Regions from separate parts of the Mus musculus genome. Here regions 2 and 3 are each linked to region 1. The links are chromatin contacts, called in public promoter capture Hi-C maps. All regions are on one chromosome and are shown on one strand. The core of a region is the stretch at or near the end of the contact, and the rest is flanking DNA. Distances in the headings are between cores, read along the strand shown. Region 1 holds the start of Cip2a (cell proliferation regulating inhibitor of protein phosphatase 2A). Region 2 holds the start of Bbx (bobby sox HMG box containing). Region 3 has its middle 21 kb from the start of Dubr.

Evidence for each region. Promoter capture Hi-C pulls out the DNA fragments that hold promoters and counts their contacts. Capture Hi-C pulls out chosen DNA fragments and counts their contacts.
Region 2: a promoter capture Hi-C map of adipose tissue shows a contact between it and region 1, with 5 times the contacts expected there. The contact joins the promoter of Bbx here to the promoter of Cip2a in region 1. A contact is called at or near these places in 11 of 39 promoter capture datasets (the 3T3-L1 cell line, 3T3-L1-derived adipocytes, the C10 cell line and 6 more), 4 of 484 Hi-C or Micro-C datasets (CD4 T cells, cardiomyocytes, pre-B cells and 1 more), 6 of 115 datasets of contacts at active chromatin or transcription factors (astrocytes, cardiomyocytes, large pre-B cells and 3 more) and 1 of 9 other capture datasets (adipose tissue).
Region 3: a promoter capture Hi-C map of liver shows a contact between it and region 1, with 4 times the contacts expected there. The contact joins the enhancer-like site here to the promoter of Cip2a in region 1. A contact is called at or near these places in 8 of 39 promoter capture datasets (the 3T3-L1 cell line, cranial neural crest, frontonasal cranial neural crest and 3 more) and 1 of 115 datasets of contacts at active chromatin or transcription factors (extraembryonic endoderm stem cells).

Annotation. Positions count from the first base shown.
Region 1 is chr16:48,992,831-48,995,530 of GRCm38.p6, reverse strand. Cip2a (cell proliferation regulating inhibitor of protein phosphatase 2A) reads right to left here and starts at 1,343. Exons shown (of 21, transcript NM_172616.2): 1 at 1,152-1,343. The coding sequence starts at 1,253. Dzip3 (DAZ interacting protein 3, zinc finger) reads left to right here and starts at 1,389. Exons shown (of 32, transcript NM_001110017.2): 1 at 1,389-1,741.
Region 2 is chr16:50,431,117-50,433,816 of GRCm38.p6, reverse strand. Bbx (bobby sox HMG box containing) reads left to right here and starts at 1,428. Exons shown (of 17, transcript NM_027444.3): 1 at 1,428-1,575.
Region 3 is chr16:50,751,976-50,754,675 of GRCm38.p6, reverse strand. No RefSeq gene overlaps it. Among named protein-coding and RNA genes, the nearest start is that of Dubr, 21 kb to the right of the region's middle. Within about 2 kb of position 1,350, at least 101 of the 459 cell types and tissues checked have an H3K27ac peak or open chromatin away from gene starts, as enhancers often do. A contact at or near this core is called in liver and pre-B cells, where this site is marked.

The DNA.
Region 1 (2,700 bases), core at 94-2,593:
TAATTCCACACAGTTCTGAAAACAATCCAAATGTATTTTTGGATCCGTGGAACACTTACATAAATATCTACATAAATACTTACACATAAAAAAAGGAGTCCTGTTTATACATACAACCTGAATGAATTGCCCTGATTATCTTCGGTGAATGAAGCCACTCAATATTCAACAAAGAAAACAAAACAGACATAGAAAATAGGCACTTGTGATATCTATTCCAGTTGTCAACTAAGGCTACATCTGGAATGAACTAAATCCAGAAATGGAGGGCACATCTGCCCAGATCTTGAGGCTGGAAGACACAGGCTTCAGACATGGGGCGATGTGCTTTTGATCCAGATCTCGAGGCATAGTGGCCATGAAAAGCGTAGGCCCAGGCAAGGTAGTACATACCTTTAATCCCAGGGGAATGAGACAAGTCTCCTGAGTTCAAGGCCAGCTGGGATTGCAAGTTCCAAATCCAGGTGTGGTGATTCATACCTTTAATCTGGGCTCTACCTCCTACTGGAGGACTACATAAGGACAATGGAAGAGGGAATTCTCACTCTTCTTTGCCTGCTTACACTGACTTTCCAGTTGGAACCTACTTCTTCAGGATTCCCGCTTACACAGATGACCAGCGAAAACAACTAGTGTTGAGGGAGTGAGCAACTACTAGATTCCTGGACTTCCCAGTCACAGCTAGCTTCCCCACTTGTTGGGTTAGTAGGAGCGAAACTTTAAGTCCTTACAATAAATCCACTTAATATAAAGGGATACTCCATAAGTTCTGTGACTCTAGAGAACCCTGACTAATACAGCACCTTAAAAAAAGATCCGGAACACACACACACACACACACACACACACACAGTGCGCTCGCATACACCCCAAAGCCTCCTGGTTTGGGTCCGTACACACACACACACACACACACACACACACACACACACACACTGCGCTCGCATACACCCCAAAGCCTCCTGGTTTGGGTCCGTACACAATCCCCTCCTGGCACCCACTCGTTGCGCACACCCAGTCGCTGTCGCCAGTGCAAGGACAGCGAAGCAGCTGCAGGTCTGCCCAGGGCGAGACCTCCATCTTCCGGCCCCACAAGAAAACAGGAGGGGACCGAAGGAGGGGACACCCACTCGCACCCCGAACCTCCTTACCTCCAAGTGCCTCAGCAGCTGAGTGGCGTTCGCCTCCGACTTAACGGCCTTGTACTGACTGATGCTCAGGAGCAGGGACTTCAAGCAGGCGGTGGAATCCATGCCGACGAGCCGGCCTGTCAGCGACCACCGACACCAGCCACCCTCTGTCTTCAGCGGTCGCCGCGCATTTTTTGATTTTTTTTAAGCCCCACCCCTCTTGCGCCTGGCAGCTTCCTGTTCCGGTCGGACTCCGGAAGTCTGGGAGCAGCGGGTGGGACTGCAGTCGGTGATTGGCAGGGTGGGCCTGGGTTCCAGGCGCTGGGGTTGCGGGAAGGTGGCAGGGAGCCATCCCCTCCCACCCCCGCCGCAGTCCCCCTTTGGCGGAGAGGCCGCGAGGTTTCGGCTGGAGGTCCGCGAACACGCGGGAATCTCGCGAGACGAGCTCGTGCGGGCTCATTCTGTGGAGGGCTTCTGGGGCGAACGGGGGTCTCCGTGCCGCGCGGGCTCGGTCCCCGGGCCTTCCTCGGCCTGGGCGCGGCGGGCTCGGCTTTCCGTGCGTGCCTCAGCCTCTGCCCGAGACACGGCCGCTCCCCCCTAGTCTAGACACGGTGAGGAACTCGGAGCCGCCGAAGCTGGGGGTGGGGGCGTAGGTTTGGAGGCGGCGGGAGAGGGGCCTCAGGTTCTGCGGCCCTGGTCCCTGGTGGCCGCAGGCGACTCGCGCAGGCTAAGACCTGTGGCGGTCGGGGTTCCGTGATGAGGCAGCCGGAACTTTACGGTAGGATTTGTCAGAACCCCCCATAGAGAGAGAGCATCCCGGAGTCGCTCCCGGACGCGTTCTTGTCAGCTTTGATGTCTGTAGGCTGAGGGGCCTGTTCTTGTCTGGCGTGATTATTTTGCACATTTCTGTGGCGTCAAAAAAAAAAAAAAAAAAAAAAAAAAAGAAAGAAAGGCACCGTTGAGAATTTTATTATTATTATTATTTTAATCGGAGGTAATGATGTGCACGGATCTAATAACGAAGTGAGTCAGCAACTGGTTCAGGAGCTTAAGCTAGGTTGTGGGATCGAGTAAATGCCCATTTGACTAAGTTCTTCTGAAATTGTGGGAATTCAGGGAACGTTCCTTTTTGTTTTTTGTTTTTTTCTCGTTTGTATTGGTACCTTTTAAAGACGTCATTTATGTTCATATTAAAAGAAAATAAAAGTAAAGCTAACTGATGGCTGGAAAAAGATTGTGCCGTTGAGATAGTCACATGAGAGTTTGTAGCTAGTGCATTCATTCATGCATTCATTCATTCCATTTTAAACAAACATGTATAACGGGGCTAGGGATTGACTGTCACTCAGAACAAAGATGAGGACGTGGTGCCTGCGGAGAAGCAACCATCTAATAATAGTCCAAATAGGAAAGTACTGTTGGAATTCACTACATAAACGAGGAATGCGTCATCACTAAAACGAAGAGCAGCCAGTTTGCTGACAAGTATTTTTGCACCTTTCTCTTTGTGTCTCTGCATTTTACTGCTTTAGGCTTTTCATGAAGTGAAACCTAAGAGTAGACTATTTTA
Region 2 (2,700 bases), core at 179-2,678, 1.4 Mb before region 1:
GCCTCAAAAAACAAAAACAAAACCACCCCCCCCCCCAAACAAACAAACACACAAACAAAAAGTCCAAAACCCAAAACCAGAACAGAAAGGTTTTCTTACTCGGTTTACTTTTAAAATTTAGGCTATCAGTTAGACTATAAAAATCATACTATTTAATCTTCAAAACTGTTTGTATTTAAGATTCTTGAAAATTTTGGATCCTGGTCAGAAGGAACTCCAGGAAAACATCTGGGACCTAGAATAGTCCCAGTGAGTTGTAGATGCTGAATAACCATTTAATGAAGGCAATCTTGGGAAAGCTTATTTTAATCTTTAAATAAAAACTAAAATCAACTCTAAGAATGAAGGAGACTAAAAGAACTCATATGCTCAAAAGATTGCTCAACTAGTTAAAAACTTGTGTGTGCATTTTATTCTGTTTTAATTCCTAGGTTCGGTTCTTTCTAAGTATCCCTTTGACTTGTTTATATCAAACTGTTAACAAGATCTGCCAAAGATACAGCATAGTAAAAATATCATTAAAACTAGATCTCGCTTTCATTGTCTCTAGAAATCACCCACCATAGAGTAGTCATATACAGCGGGAAATACATAAAACAAAGGATGTGTGTGCGTGTGCGTGTGCGCGCGCGCGCGCGCGCGTGTGTGTGTGTGTGTGTGTGTATTATAAATCTTGGCTATATTGAACCAAGAGGTCTATTTCTAAGGCAGACTGTCGATTGTCATTTTCCCACAAGGTGTGTAATTTCAGCACACCTTGTGTACCCATACAGGTGATTGCCCTCTGACTTTCAAGTGCACATTCGGCTACTTTAGCATAAGGTTTATCTTTGTTTCTGCCTGTTGTATTGATTTTTTTTCTTACTTTCTGAATTTGCTTGCTAACGAGGCAGTCACAATCTCAAAGCATTCTAGTCTTGATAAACTTATCTCGCACTATTTTGGCCTATGTGATGGCTAACCCATTGACAAAAGAAATCTAAGCTGATAAAAGCCTTTCTCGGCCACTTGTTAGCAGGCCGGGCTGTAAAATCATAACACAATGCTCGCCTCTTTCATGGGGCACCACAAGGCAGCGATCAAACCCATCCCTCCTCACTTCCATATCCAGTGGAGTTGTAGTTTATTACCATAACCCTCCCAAGTCAAAAGGACACCAGTTTCAAGCCTGGCAACTTGGTATAGAGAGGGCTTCCTTCCTGACCCCTACTCTGCTGGGCCTCACTACCTGTCTTCGCCCACTGTCTACAGGTCCCGAACATTAGAAAATAGAAAATGTGATGATCTTTGTGTGTCTCTGTGAAATGTGTGTATGTGTGCGTGTGTTTGGGTGTAACGCGCCTCCTGTTTGGCTGCGCCGCCCGTCCGTCACGGCGCGGGCCAATGGCAGGCTGCCTTATATAAAATGAGTGTTTTCAGTCTCTCCGGGTTGCATGTACTGTATGTGGAGCAGTGTACAGTGGAGCGGAGGCAGCGCGGCTCCGCAAGCTCCTCTCCACTTTCCCATAGAGAGCCCCTGACTGGCCGCTGAGGGCGAGCCACACACACGCCCTCGCGCCGCGGCGAGCCCGCGAGGTAGGCGCCCGCCATCCGCAGCCTTCGCAGGCGCTCTCCCGCACTTTCTGTTTTCCTACTCACTTGCGAGCCGCCGGGGCTGCAGCCCGAGGACTCCGCGGCAGGAGCGGCGGCAGCGGCGGCGGCAGCCGGTAGGGTGGACTTGAGGAAGGCGAGGGGAACCCGCGCGTCCGGAGCCCGAGCCGCCACCGGCCGGCGCCTCGCGGGCCACTTTCCCCTCAGCCAAAACTTTGGGTGGCGAGAGGTCGGGCCGAGGGTCGCGGCGGCCGCGCCGGCGGGCCCGGGCCGGGGGGCGCGCGGCGCTGCCCGGCGAGCGCGAGCTGGGGGCCGGGCTGGGGAGGAGTAGGCCAGCCGGTGCCAGGCTGCGTTTGCAGGCAGCACCTCTCGGCGCCCGGGCAGCGCCGCCCGAGGGGGCACGGAGCCGGGGCGCGGGGTTGAGCCGCCCGAGGAAAACAACAACGGAGCGGTCCCCTCACGCCGGCGGGCGGCTCGTGGCCGCCCCGGGAGCCCCAAACTTCAAGGAGGCGAAAGTACGTGGAGGAGCCCCGGGCAGGGCTCGGCTGCCGGGGGAGGTGGGGCCTGAGGAGCCCGGGGCAGGGGTGGAAGGTACGGGAAGGCTGCCCTCGGTGGGTCGGGGCTACATTTGGTGTGTGTGCGACGGTGACCGGGACCGGCAGCCCGGTTGCTCGTTCATCTGCAGAGTTAGGATTTGGGTGTTCCGGCCCCGAGATCGGTGTCCCCCTCACCCCCCACCCCCAGCCAAATGCGCGGCGAGTGGAGAAAGTGCTGTTCCAGTGCCAGAGTAGCCTGGAGGAAGAACAGGGGAGAGGGGAAGAAGGCGAAGAAGGCGAGAGAGGGAGAGGAGGGGAGGGGAGGGAAAGGGGAGAGGGAGGGGAAGAGAGAGAGAGAGAGAGAGAGAGAGAGAGAGAGAGAGAGAGAGAGAGAGAGAGAGAGAGAGAGAGAAACGGGAGGGAAGAGAGGAGGGGGGAGAGGACGAGGGAGGCTGTGTCAGGATTTTGCTTGAATGTGGGATTATGTTGTGTCAATAAGTTTAAGGTGGAGAGAGCGAGGCTGGGGGTGGTGGCGGTGGAGGGGAGGAGGAAGGCCTTGGCTGGTTAAAGACTC
Region 3 (2,700 bases), core at 101-2,600, 1.8 Mb before region 1:
AGGGATCCCGCATTCTTCACTCTTTTCATTTTATGATACCCAACAAAGAACGGGGAAAGGCTACACTGGGAAGAACAGTGCACGGAAATAGAGAAGTGGAGGTCATTTTCTAGTTCCCCGAAGGGGTCTGTGATCCATTGCTATCCTTGTTTTTCTCTTAATAATAGGCTGACCAAGTTGACCTTCTTCTAGGGTCAAATATCAGCAGTTAGGTACTCGATGCAGTGGCCTCAGACAAGGGCACTGCCTGCTCTCGGTACTCGATGAAGGAGCCTGAGGTGAAGACGTTCATCCTCTAACAAGCCATCTGGGACCCTTGAGGCCTTAGGAAAGGAACCCACACTGAAAATCACCTATGTGAGTACAGTAAGAGTAGAAGAAGAGAAAAATAATAACTTGCCTTCCCTATTTAGGCAATAGGCCTGCCTGCAAAAGCCAGAGCTTGGCACTTCTGTATTCCCAAATGTCTCCCTGCCACCCCTTCTCACTTTCCAGTTGTCTCCAGATTTTATTTTGTATCCACTTTAGCTATGAGGTCACAGTTAATCCTTGAAGAATGTGTCTTGCTATAGGCAGAAACCTGATTCTTTCTGGGGACCAAAAGAAAAAAAGAAGACAAAGAAGAAGAAGAAAAGAAAAAAAAAAAACAGTAGACTTTGGGAAAACTGCAGTTGCTTTTGCATGTACAGGGAGAGCTTTTAGAGTCATTAGACTTAAAATGTTCTGTTTGTGAGACTGTCAAAAAGTTACTGCTCCCTGGAGGTTCCCCTAAGCCCCTCCCACTGACTCATGTCAGCTTGACTGCAGCTGCTCAAAAGCATGGGAATTTAAAAGCTTGCCACACAAGTGCAAGAGCTGTTGCCAGAACCGCTGCCACCAGACTGAATGGAAAGTCCCTACTGCAGAAGGTGTGGGGAGGAAGGGCCATCAACGGCAAAGCAGTGGAATGCAGGGTTGATAGAGATAAAAAGAAGCAGGAAGGAAATCACAAGTTCTCGGAGCTGCAAACTATTTCACCCTTTGACCTTGGGAAAGAAAACTCTCAGAACTTCAGTGTCCCTCTTTTGGAGAGGTTTTCTTTGACTTAAACTTTCCCTAGAAGTCAGAACTGATAAGTTGCCCATCATACCACTGGTCTAATATTTTTTTCATCAATGCTCAAAAGAAACTTCAATAGGAAGTTTTACTTTTGCTTTATTGTTATTATTTCCAGCCTAATAAAGTCCCAGCATTTTCCAGGGAAAGTATGTCTTAGCTCTCTGGTCCAGAAGTCCCCAGAGCCCAGGAAACGAGGTAAACAACGGCAGAGCCATGAGGCAAACTCCATTACTGCAGAGTTCTTCTCTTTGCCCCTTTCCACACCCCCTTCTGGAGTTCTGTAATTTTCCCATCTCACGCGTCAAACAGGAACATGATTTCACAAGCATCCATCCAAGGTATAAAAGGGAACATGGCTATTTTTGTCAGTCACTCTACCTTCAGAGATAGAAAGGACGGATGGAGGACGGAGCGGGCAAAGCTGGAGAAATGCTCTCTGGGTGTGAGCATTGATGCTGACTGCTCCCGCGGAGGGCAGGGGTTCAATTCCCAGCGTTCACTTGACAGCTAACAACCGTCTGTAATTCTAGTTCCAAGGGATCTGATACCTTCTGATCACTGAATACACGTGGTGCACAGATACGTGTGCAGGAAAAACACCCATACACATAAAATTAAAGATACAAAGGAAGCCGTTCTCGTGGCACTAAAATCTCCACGGCGTGCTTTATGGGGACTTCCTATTTAAACTGGACATCACAGTCCATCCATAGCTCACAATGAGACATATTGGAGATGGGAATGTAAAAAAAATACTGCAAATTTCTCCAGAAATACCTTTGTTTATCCCCCCCATCCACCCAAATGCAATGGTGCTCGTTATACCTGCTTGCCTACGCTGAAGCCCTTACCCCAGACAGAAACATCTTCAGTGCTTGTGAGAGAAAGCCTGCCTTGCTAGAAATGGTGTCTTCCGGAGCCTTTCTTCTTCTGTTAGGAAAACTTCTGTTAATGCTCTCCTTCCTTAGAGTTGATCCAGCCTGAGAGCACTTCAGACTGAGTCTCTTTCTCATGCCTGGAACCCCATCGCCACCGGCCCATCATCCCTAGTCGCGGCATCCCTAGACGGCTTCCTGCCACTTTGCATTGGGATCTTCATTTGAGGTGGGTCTTGTGGAAAGCCCGACTGATTCATTTTCTGCCAGGTTCCCAGTACATTTCCACAATGATCCGAAACTATTTATAACCGCTTTACTTCCTGGAATGTTTTTGCTGCGCCAAGGAAACTTCTAAAGTTTAAGGACGTCACTTTAGAACTGGCTGCTTGGCTCTGGTCCTACTTTCTTTTTAAATTCTGAACTAACAACAACTACAAAAAAAAAAAGAGCTGATGTTTAAACTGTCTCTATTAAATTGCCTTTCATTTATTTGTTTATTTTTGATAAGATTATGCCTCTTCAGCAAAACTCTTCACTCTCAGAGGACAAAAACTATGCCAGCTATTTACTGGTTTGCTTGTTCATTCCTTGCTTACTGCCACACTCCTTCCTGAGGTCAGCCCATAGCAAACCTACACACAGTGGGAGCACACACAGCAGCATATAGGTGTTGGAATCAACAAGGTATTTTGGCATTAATGTCTGCATTTCGGGTGGGCAATGC